Regions from separate parts of the Hordeum vulgare genome. Here region 2 is linked to region 1. The links are chromatin contacts, called in public Hi-C maps. All regions are on one chromosome and are shown on one strand. Each heading gives the region's core, a stretch centred on a gene start, on an enhancer-like site or on the middle of the called end of the contact. The rest is flanking DNA. Distances are from core to core; before and after follow the strand shown. Region 1 has its middle 71 kb from the start of LOC123448108. Region 2 holds the start of LOC123448109 (protein SCARECROW 2-like).

Evidence for each region. Hi-C and Micro-C count contacts between places; a contact is called where the count stands out from the background.
Region 2: a Hi-C map of leaf shows a contact between it and region 1, with 4 times the contacts expected there. The contact joins the promoter of LOC123448109 here to the enhancer-like site in region 1. A contact is called at or near these places in 2 of 6 Hi-C or Micro-C datasets (leaf and seedling) and 1 of 1 datasets of contacts at active chromatin or transcription factors (embryo).

What each region holds. Positions count from the first base shown.
Region 1 is chr4H:124,286,210-124,290,819 of MorexV3_pseudomolecules_assembly, forward strand. No RefSeq gene overlaps it. Among protein-coding and RNA genes, the nearest start is that of LOC123448108, 71 kb to the left of the region's middle. Within about 2 kb of position 2,637, at least 3 of the 3 cell types and tissues checked have open chromatin away from gene starts, as enhancers often do. A contact at or near this core is called in leaf and seedling, where this site is marked.
Region 2 is chr4H:124,762,601-124,767,210 of MorexV3_pseudomolecules_assembly, forward strand. It overlaps LOC123448109 (protein SCARECROW 2-like), which reads right to left and starts at 2,829. Exons shown (of 2, transcript XM_045124882.1): 1 at 992-2,829; 2 at 1-311. The coding sequence starts at 2,601.

The DNA.
Region 1 (4,610 bases), core at 1,387-3,886:
GGAAAGTTGACAGAGTCAATCAGACCCTTGAAGATATGCTCAGAGCCTGTGTGATTTCTTTTGGCATGAAGTGAGAAGATTTCCTACCATTTGCCGAGTTCTCATACAACAACAACTTTTAGGCAAGCTCAGGCAAGGCCCCATTTGAGATTCTATATGGCAGGAAGTGCCATACCCCGCTCAATTGGTCAGAGGCTGGTGAGCGTCAGATTCTTGGGAATGACATGATTGCTGAAGCAGAAGAAATGTGCCTTGTCATTTGGGATAATCTCAAAGCAGCGCAGTCCCGTCAGAAGAGCTACTATGATAGCAAGCATCGTGACATGTCTTTTCATCTCGATGATTTCGTATATCTCAAAGTGTCTCCCATGAGGGACACTCAGCGCTTCGGCATCAAAGGAAAGCTTGCTCCTCGTTTTGTTGGTCCTTTCAGAATTGTTGGCAAGAGAGGTGATCTTGCATATCAGTTAGAGCTTGCATACAACTTCTCAAATATGCATGATGTGTTCCACGTGTCTCGGCTTCGGAGATGCTTCAAGACTCCCGAGTGCACAGTTGACCTCCAGGATATCGACCTCCAGCCCGACCTATCCTACCATGAGCATCCGATAGCAATACTTGAGGGGACTGAGCGCAAGACCCGCAATAAGTCAATCAAGTTCCTCAAAGTGCAATGGTCACATCACTCAGACAAAGAATCCACTTGGGAGCGCGAGGACCACCTCCGTTCCGAGTTTCCAGAGTTCTTCTAGTCCTAGATCTCGGGTCGAGATCCTCTTGCAGTGCGGGAGAGTTGTAACACCCAAGTGCTTTTCCTTCCCCTTTTGTAATCCTTTCCATGTTTGGCAACTCTGTTGAGGCAATGTTATGGATGTGAGTCTTGTTGCATTGTCATTTCATGTGCATCTCATGCATCATGCATATCTTGTTTCTTTTTTCCTTTTGCCTTAATTTTTTGATCTTGTGTGTTGTGCCACCTTGGTGGTTATGTGAGTGCATGTGAGTTTGTGATCTTGTGCTTGTGAGTGGGTACAACAAAGCCATTCAAAACCTTTGAAGCACCATGGTTCAAACCCTTCCTATTCAAATATTTGCTTACTTGTGTTTTCCAACTTGTTTTAAAAATCCTATAAAAATGTTCCATCTTTCCTCTCAATTCTTGTGAGTGGAGAAGTGGATCTCCTTTATTTTTCTACAAGCACTGGCATTTTTTTTATTGCAAAACAGCCTAGGTTTAATAATAAAGCAGATATTTTGCCTTGCCTAAAAATAATCCTATTTTAGTAAATAGGTTATATTATTTTGTTTAGCAAAGTATTTTATTTTATTTAAAAACCCCTTCTTATTTTATGTGGGAATTGTGTGTTTGTCTGATTATATAAATAAAGACACAGGGTTATTTCGGTTTTAAGTTAAGTTAGTGCGAGGCCAGCCTTTAGGCCTAGTAGCCATTCGGTCTAGCCCAGTAGCGCGTCCCTCGTCTCCTTCTTCTCGACGTCAGCAGTACGAAGCCATAGCCACCACCAGATCAAGTTCGCTCCTCCATCAGACGGCTGGCTCGCATCCCGAGGGCCATAAGAGCCACCCCAACCCTTCTCCAACCCTAGCCCTCCATTACTCTCCCTCCTCTCTTTTCTAGCGCTGCCGGGGGCAAAACCCGAGCTGCTCCACGCCATGGCCAGCTCGAGCAGGAGCTTGGGGCCGAGGTGATCCGGCGCTCTTCTTCCTCTCTGTCAGCACCAGGAGCAAGAGGACGCCAAGATGGTTCCATTTTCGCAAAGAGTTCGGCACCAGGACCTCCACCTCGACGTCCACGACGATGGCGACTTCTTCAACTCTGGTGGGTCTTCCTCCGCTCCAGCTTGTCGTCCTTTTCATCTCCGGCACTGGATCAGCTCCCTATCCCTAGTTGAGCGAAGTTCCGCTCCCCTCCATCTTCTTCTTCCTCTGTAGCGCCCACGTCCAGTAGAGGCATGGCTGCCGGTGCTCTGCTCTGTTGCTTAGCACCAGTAGCAGCAGCTTGAGGAGATAGCAGCGGCATCAGTTCGTTAGCAGCATCTCCAAGCAGCAACAATAGATTCGAGAGCTGCAGCAGTAGCTTGCGGGCAGTAGCCGCGCAGCAGCGTTCAGTAGCAGCAGCCGCGCCCCGATCCCGTGCATGTGCATGAACGTGTGTGAGTATGCACATGCGAGAGACTCCGGCGTCTCTGTGCTTCAGCAGAGAAGGCGCCGCGTTTGCATGTCGTCTCGGGTGAGACCCCCGTTAGGGCAGAACCACCGCTCCGACCCAACTGGTGTGATCGAGCCAGCGCGACCATGAGTTCGAGGGACCGATTCCCAGTGCGCGCCCCTTTTGCTTCTCGGTGGATTCTTCGATCTATGGGGCAGGATAGATTACATTGCCAGACGCCGTAGTCACTGCAGTAGCAACGAAGCAGGGGTTGTGGCAACCGAGCCATGCGGTGAGCCGCAGGTCTGGGGTTCGACTCTGGCTCCTCACCTTATAATTTTGTTAGTGTATTTTGTGTGTGCGGTGCACAACAGCCGCTTAGTGGGGTTTCCCCCCTCTGTGAGCAGCTACACTGCAGTGGCCGGGTGGTAGGGTGCGTTGGTGTGAGTGCGCGAGGTGCAGGGTTTGAAACCCCTCCTCTCCACCTATTGGGTCTGGACCCACGTGTTATCCAGTGAGGGGCCAGAGCCAGGTGGCTCCCCTCCTCATAATATCTTCCTGTTATTTTTACTGTGATTTTCCTTGTGCTAAATAAGGCATATTTTCATTTCTGGAAATGTCGAGATATGAACTTGCCAATTTGGGCTGGCTCAAGAATAGTTCTTGTTCTTGACTATATGTAGTTTTGATCCTGTGTAGATTTTCTTTTGCTGTTGTGGAGTTTTCATGCATGCAAAGATGACACTATGATATATGGATTTGGGGTAGAAAATCCCAATGAATCCAACGGTGTTGTTGGTTTCTGATTTTGAGCATTAGTGTAGAAAGTCCCCTTGAGGTGAGGTGGCCATAGTCTTATCGATGTGGGGTTCGACTCTGGCTCCTCACCTTATATTTTTGTTAGTGTATTTTGTGTGTGCGGTGCACAACAGCCACTTAGTGGGGGTTTCCCCCTCCGTGAGCAGCTACACTGAAGTGGCCGGGTGGTAGGGTGCGTAGGTGTGAGTGCGCGAGGTGCAGGGTTTGAAACCCCTCCTCTCCACCTATTTTTCGTGTGTATTTTGCTGTGGTGATGTGGATATGACAGTGGGTCTGGACCCACGTGTTATCCAGTGAGGGGCCACTGCCAGGTGGCTCCCCTCCTCATAATATCTTTCTGTTATTTTTATTGTGATTTTCCTTGTGCTAAATAAGGCATATTTTCATTTCTGGAAATGTCCAGATATGGACTTGTCAATTTGGGCTGGCTCAAGAATAGTTGTTCTTGACTATATGTAGTTTTGATCCTGTGTAGATTTTCTTTTGCTGTTGTGGAGTTTTCATGTATGCAAAGATGACACTATGATATAAGGATTTGGGGTAAAAAATCCCAATGAATCCAACGGTGTTGTTGGTTTCTGATTTTGAGCATTAGTGTAGAAAGTCCCCTTGAGGTGAGGTGGCCATAGTCTTATCGATGTGGGGTTCGACTCTGGCTCCTCACCTTATATTTTTGTTAGTGTATTTTGTGTGTGCGGTGCACAATAGCCACTTAGTGGGGGTTTCCCCCTCTGTGAGCAGCTACACTGAAGTGGCCGGGTGGTAGGGTGCGTAGGTGTGAGTGCGCGAGGTGCAGGGTTTGAAACCCCTCCTCTCCACCTATTTTTCATGTGTATTTTGCTGTGGTGATGTGGATATGATAGTGGGTCCTCTGGACCCACATGTCATCCAGTGAAGGGCCACTGCCAGGTGGCTCCCCTCCTCATAATATCTTCCTGTTATTTTTACTGTGATTTTCCTTGTGCTAAATAAGGCATATTTTCATTTCTGGAAATGTCGAGATATGGACTTGCCAATTTGGGCTGGCTCAAGAATAGTTCTTGTTCTTGACTATATGTAGTTTTGATCCTGTGTAGATTTTCTTTTGCTGTTGTGGAGTTTTCATGCATGCAAAGATGACACTATGATATATGGATTTGGGGTAGAAAATCCCAATGAATCCAACGGTGTTGTTGGTTTCTGATTTTGAGCATTAGTGTAGAAAGTCCCCTTGAGGTGAGGTGGCCATAGTCTTATCGATGTAGGGTTGTTTTCTGTGCTTGTTTGGAGCAGTGCATACATGCACCATATTGTCTGTTGCATCATTTGTTGCTGGTGTTTATTAGGTGTTTGTTTCTTTTGGGTAGTTACCGGGGCCGGAAACGAGTTTGAAGAGTTCGGAGAGTTCGTGCAGGAAGAACAAGAGCAGTTCTAGTGTGAAGAAATCACACGCAAGATGATCGTGACCTTGACACCGTTTCTAGCTTTGTTATGCTTAGTGTTACGTTTCCTTCGTTACATCTCCACTGCCTACCACATGATATATAGGCCATCAAACATTGCCATGAAACCTCAAACACCTCCCCTCCTAGCAAATATTGTTTGACTAAGTTAGGCTTGCTCAACCACTAATTGGTAGCAT
Region 2 (4,610 bases), core at 1,579-4,078, 480 kb after region 1:
GGGAGGCCTGCGCGGCGGCGCTGCCCGCCAGCGACGCCGCACGGAACCCCGACTGCGCGAGCTTCTCCCGCCAGTTTCCGAACTTGATGTCCCCGGTGCGTGCGGGGCCGCCCACAGCCAGCACATTGCGGATCTCCCTCGCCAGCAGCTGCTGCTCCACGACGTGCCGCTCCGAGCTGTCCTCGCCATAGCTCGCGTCCAGCGAGTCGAAGAGCGCCGAGTAGTAGTGGATGGCCTCCACGAAGCGGGCCAGAAAGGAGCCAGAGTGGCTCAGGTCCTGCTCCACCATTGTCACCACCTTGGGCGCCAACCTGAAATCCGTGGTCCACATACTAAGATCAGCACATCAATTTAAGGTGTTTCTGCTGAACTAGGAGCACAACCACTAATATAGAGTTGCATGGCAATGATGCATCTAAGTCAAAGGACATTTTAGTTGATTTCTTGGCTCCCCGTGCATACAGTACAATGCTTAGCCTTGGGAGGAGCAGACCAGCTTTTCAGCTTAGCCTTTTCAACTGATTAGTGGTAGTGCTAATAGGTTAGTAGTAGATGACAGTAATTTCAGTTTAATAATCAACGTTTATGCGCACTTGGAACAAGAAAGTTGCAAAGCTTTTTAGGATGAAAAGTTGGTCATGATGATAAAAACTTTTAGCTCGCTCCAGTATCTTTCCTCTCAGATCAAATGGAACACAGATAGAGCACTTGCAGTAGAGTAGAGCGGGAGTAGTTTATATTTTCTTCTCGGATCACCAAAGACGATGGAAGGAAGAGCATAAAAAGTTGGTCATAATGACGAACTTTTAGAACTTCTAAACTCCATCTCTTCTTTTGCTGCTCGTTATAGGTCGTTAAATCAATCAATGGCGTACTTGGACCAGTACCATACTAACATTGGTGATTGATGCCTGATGCCAAGATGACTTGATATTTCTGAAGTGAAAAGTTGGAAGACTCATTTCACAATGGAAGCAACAGAGTACAGTACCTTTGGATGAGGTTGAGTGTGTTGGAGTCGTTGCCGGTGACGTCGTAGAGGGAGTGGTGGAGCCAGTGGACGGCAACAGCCTCGCGCCGCCGCGTGTCGACGCCGAGCTTCTCAGGATCAAGGTTCCCAGCTTTGCCCGCCACCGGGTAGAACTCGAATGGCAGGCCCAGCGTGTGGGCGAAGTCCGACAGCCGCTTGCCGGTGGCCTCGAGCGCCTCCATGGAGGCGCCGAGCCCAGTGAGCCTGACCCTGGGCGGGCCGCCCGGGCGGGAGGCGAGGATGTGGAACAGTCCCGGCCACTGAAGCCCCTGCATGATGTCGAGGTCCACGATGTGGACGCGGTCCTCCCGCTCGAACGCCTCCTGGATGGCCTGGTTCGCCGTGAAGTGGGAGAACTTGACGAAGGGGCTGATGCCGTTGAACACCTGGAACGCCGCGGCGACGCGCGAGTTGACGAGGCGGGACGCGGCGGGGGACGACGCGTTGGGGAGCGGCGCGTAGAGGCCGAGGCAGGAGCTGACGAGGCGGGCCGACATGGCCTCCGCGAAGTAGGCGGCGACGCGCTGCGTGGAGGTGCCGAACGGGGTGGCCAGCTCGGCGATCTCCAGCAGGGCGCGCTGGGCCTCGTCGAGGTCGTCCGAGTTGACGGACTCGGCGCACTGCAGAAGGAGCGTCAGCAGATGGAGACCCTCCTCGTCGCGCTGCCTCCGCCGCTGCTCCTCTTTCCGCTCCTTCAAGGCGGCGGAAGCTGCCGCCGCAGCGGCTGCGGCGGCCGTGGCGGTTTCCTCCGCGGAAGGGGGCGGCTTCGGCGACTGCGGCGGCGGGTTCTGCTGCTCCTCCTCGCGCCGCCGCTTGTCGGGAGGTGGCGGCTGAGGGAGCGCCGGCACTGGCACTGGCGGTGCGGAGAGTATCGTGTTGCCACTGGGTAGGAGCGAGGGCGGATGATGGGGAGGAGGAGGCGGCGGCGGTGGGTGCTGGACAAGGTCGGATGCGAGGAGCGAGCGGAGGCGGAGCTCTAGGAGCGAAGCGAGTCCGGGGTTACAGGGGTGGATGATCTCCCGGACGTTGTGGATGAGCTGCGCGACGGAGACCGTGGCGCCGCTGCTCCCGATGATGTCCCGAATGATGCCGTCCACCCACGCCGTGCTGTTGTTGCCCGCGTTAACCTCCGTGGCGATCTGCGGCGCGACGACGACGTCCATCGTCGCCTGCACTGGCGCCTGCAGGTGGCCGCCGAACGCCGGCAGTTGCATGGGCAGCGCGGGCAGCTGCGCGGTCCCTGCCACCGCCGGAGGGAGCAGCAGAGGCTGCTGCGGGGGCGCTGGTCCGCCCGTAGCGGCGGTGACGTCGGAGAGATCCCCCGTGACATGGCGGCGGGGCGGTGGCAGGTCGACGTCCGGAGCCGGGCGCTTGCGTACCATGGCAGCGGCGCCCTCCTGGTGGTCTAGCTGGTCGAGGTAGAGGAAGAGGTCGGAGGGAGACGAGGAGGGGAGCGGTGGGAGCAAGGCGGAGTGGGAGTCGGAGGCGGCAGCATGAGCATGGGAATAAGAGGAGTGGTTGGGGGCGGAGGAGGAGGACGAGGGGAAGAGGAGGAGGGAGGAGGAGCCCATCTAGAAACGCCAAAGGGAAGCCGCCGCCGCCGCTGCCAAGGCTCGCATGGCGAGCGCAGCGCGGGAGAGGAGAGGGGACGGTGGAGTAGCTGCGAGCTGTGATGCGGTGGCGGAGGAGTAAAGGGGAAGACGCCGACGGGAGAGGAACAAGGGCGTAAGCACAAGGGGCTTGTGTTAGCAAGGACGGTAATTTATGGAGAGAGCCGTAGCAGACGTAGCCGCGCCATTGGGCTCTCTGTCATCTTTGTTTCTTTTTTCTCACCTAAAAAAAATCCATCCATGTGTCGTCTCATTTATTTATTTCTCGGTCTGATGAACTCCTCTGATGATCGTCTCATTTATTTATTTCTCGGTCTGATGAACTCCTCTGATGATCGTAGTAGTGATGTCCATCGACAGTGAAGGCCCGTTGGTTTGTCGGACAAAAGAGCCTTCATCTCTTCAAAATTAGTACATGATGTTCATAATGTGTATCCTTGTCTCTCCTTTTCTTTTTTACTACCTTGAACTGTCACACTGTCTTACATCAATAAACATAGGATGTAAGTATATTTTAAAGTATAATACAGTAGTTATCTAAATAGAACACTAACAAGGACTATGTTCTAGTGCAAAATATGATGAATTGTTTTCAATCCTACTAATCTAAATATTTTGCATATACTGGTAGTCAAATATATTGCCTAAGCACTTTTTAGAATCAATTGGGGCTACCCCACAAAAATAAAGAATCTATTGGGGCTGATTTGGTTTATAATAGTTCCAAATAATAAAAAGACAGAAAACAAAGGATTGGGACGTCCTCTCCACTCTAATCCTTAGTAAATTACTATGAGATCTCACATGATGCTAAGAATTCTTAGAAATTAGGTCAATGTGGACACAATCCTAATAAATCTAGTAACCTCGGTTTTCTATAAAATGAATGTCGTACATACGAAAAGAAATCCCGACATTCAAATTCATATGAGAATCTGCCAAAAATCCTGCAAGCCGAGTGAGACCTTATAATTGCAAAGGGGGCTATGTTCTGGATTTCTTTTACAAAGGGAGGTATCTGACTTTTCCTATGCAAATGAAGTATTAACAGGGTCTCTTATGCACAATGAGTATAAAGAAAGTTTGAGTGCTTCATTGTTTCATAGGATTCTCAAAAACACATGAATAGGAATTGAAGTGGCACGCCCTATTAAGCCTAAGATTAGAAAACTACATGAATTTGGAACGATGTGTTTGATATCACCCAAGAAATTTGATTCGGTGGAAATATTCCTTCAAAATTGAGTGCAAATTAATCCTTCGAAAAAAATATCAATGGATTATAATCCTTTGAAAACCACCCAAGGATTCAAATCCCGGCATTCCCATTGAATTCCTTTGAATCAAAGGGGGCCTAAATGAATGTTAAAAAATGAGTCAAACCAGGACATAGGAAAATGGACCATAAGAATCTGACCGCACAAATTATTTACCAAGTGGTTGTTAAAATACATAAATATTAAAATCATATTTAAAAGTCTATAATCCAAAACATACCGGAGTGAAAATTGGAAAGAGGAAACAATTTTCATGCACATCATATCAATATGCATCAACCTACACAATGTTGCACTCAACACACTTATGTTATTTTCAAAATTTATAAGATTTAAATAATTGGTTCCTCTTTCACGAAGACCGTTTGGTTTAAGCGAATTAGGATACCTATATTCATACCAAATTTTAAAATTCACCTAATAAAAACATAACATATAATTTTGTAAACATCATTTTTACAAATATCATCTCATATGGACCCAAATATATGGTCAATATTTGACCTGATATGTCCACTAATTTAGAATGATACATAGCTGACAACAATTCTTTATCACACAATAGTGGAAATAAGTTTACATATGTACAACTTTCATCGTATTATCAATGTCATGCATAATGTTTTATAGAAAGACATATATATATTGTATTTTTTTAATCTTAGAGTAAGGATTTGTGAATCTTTCTTAAAG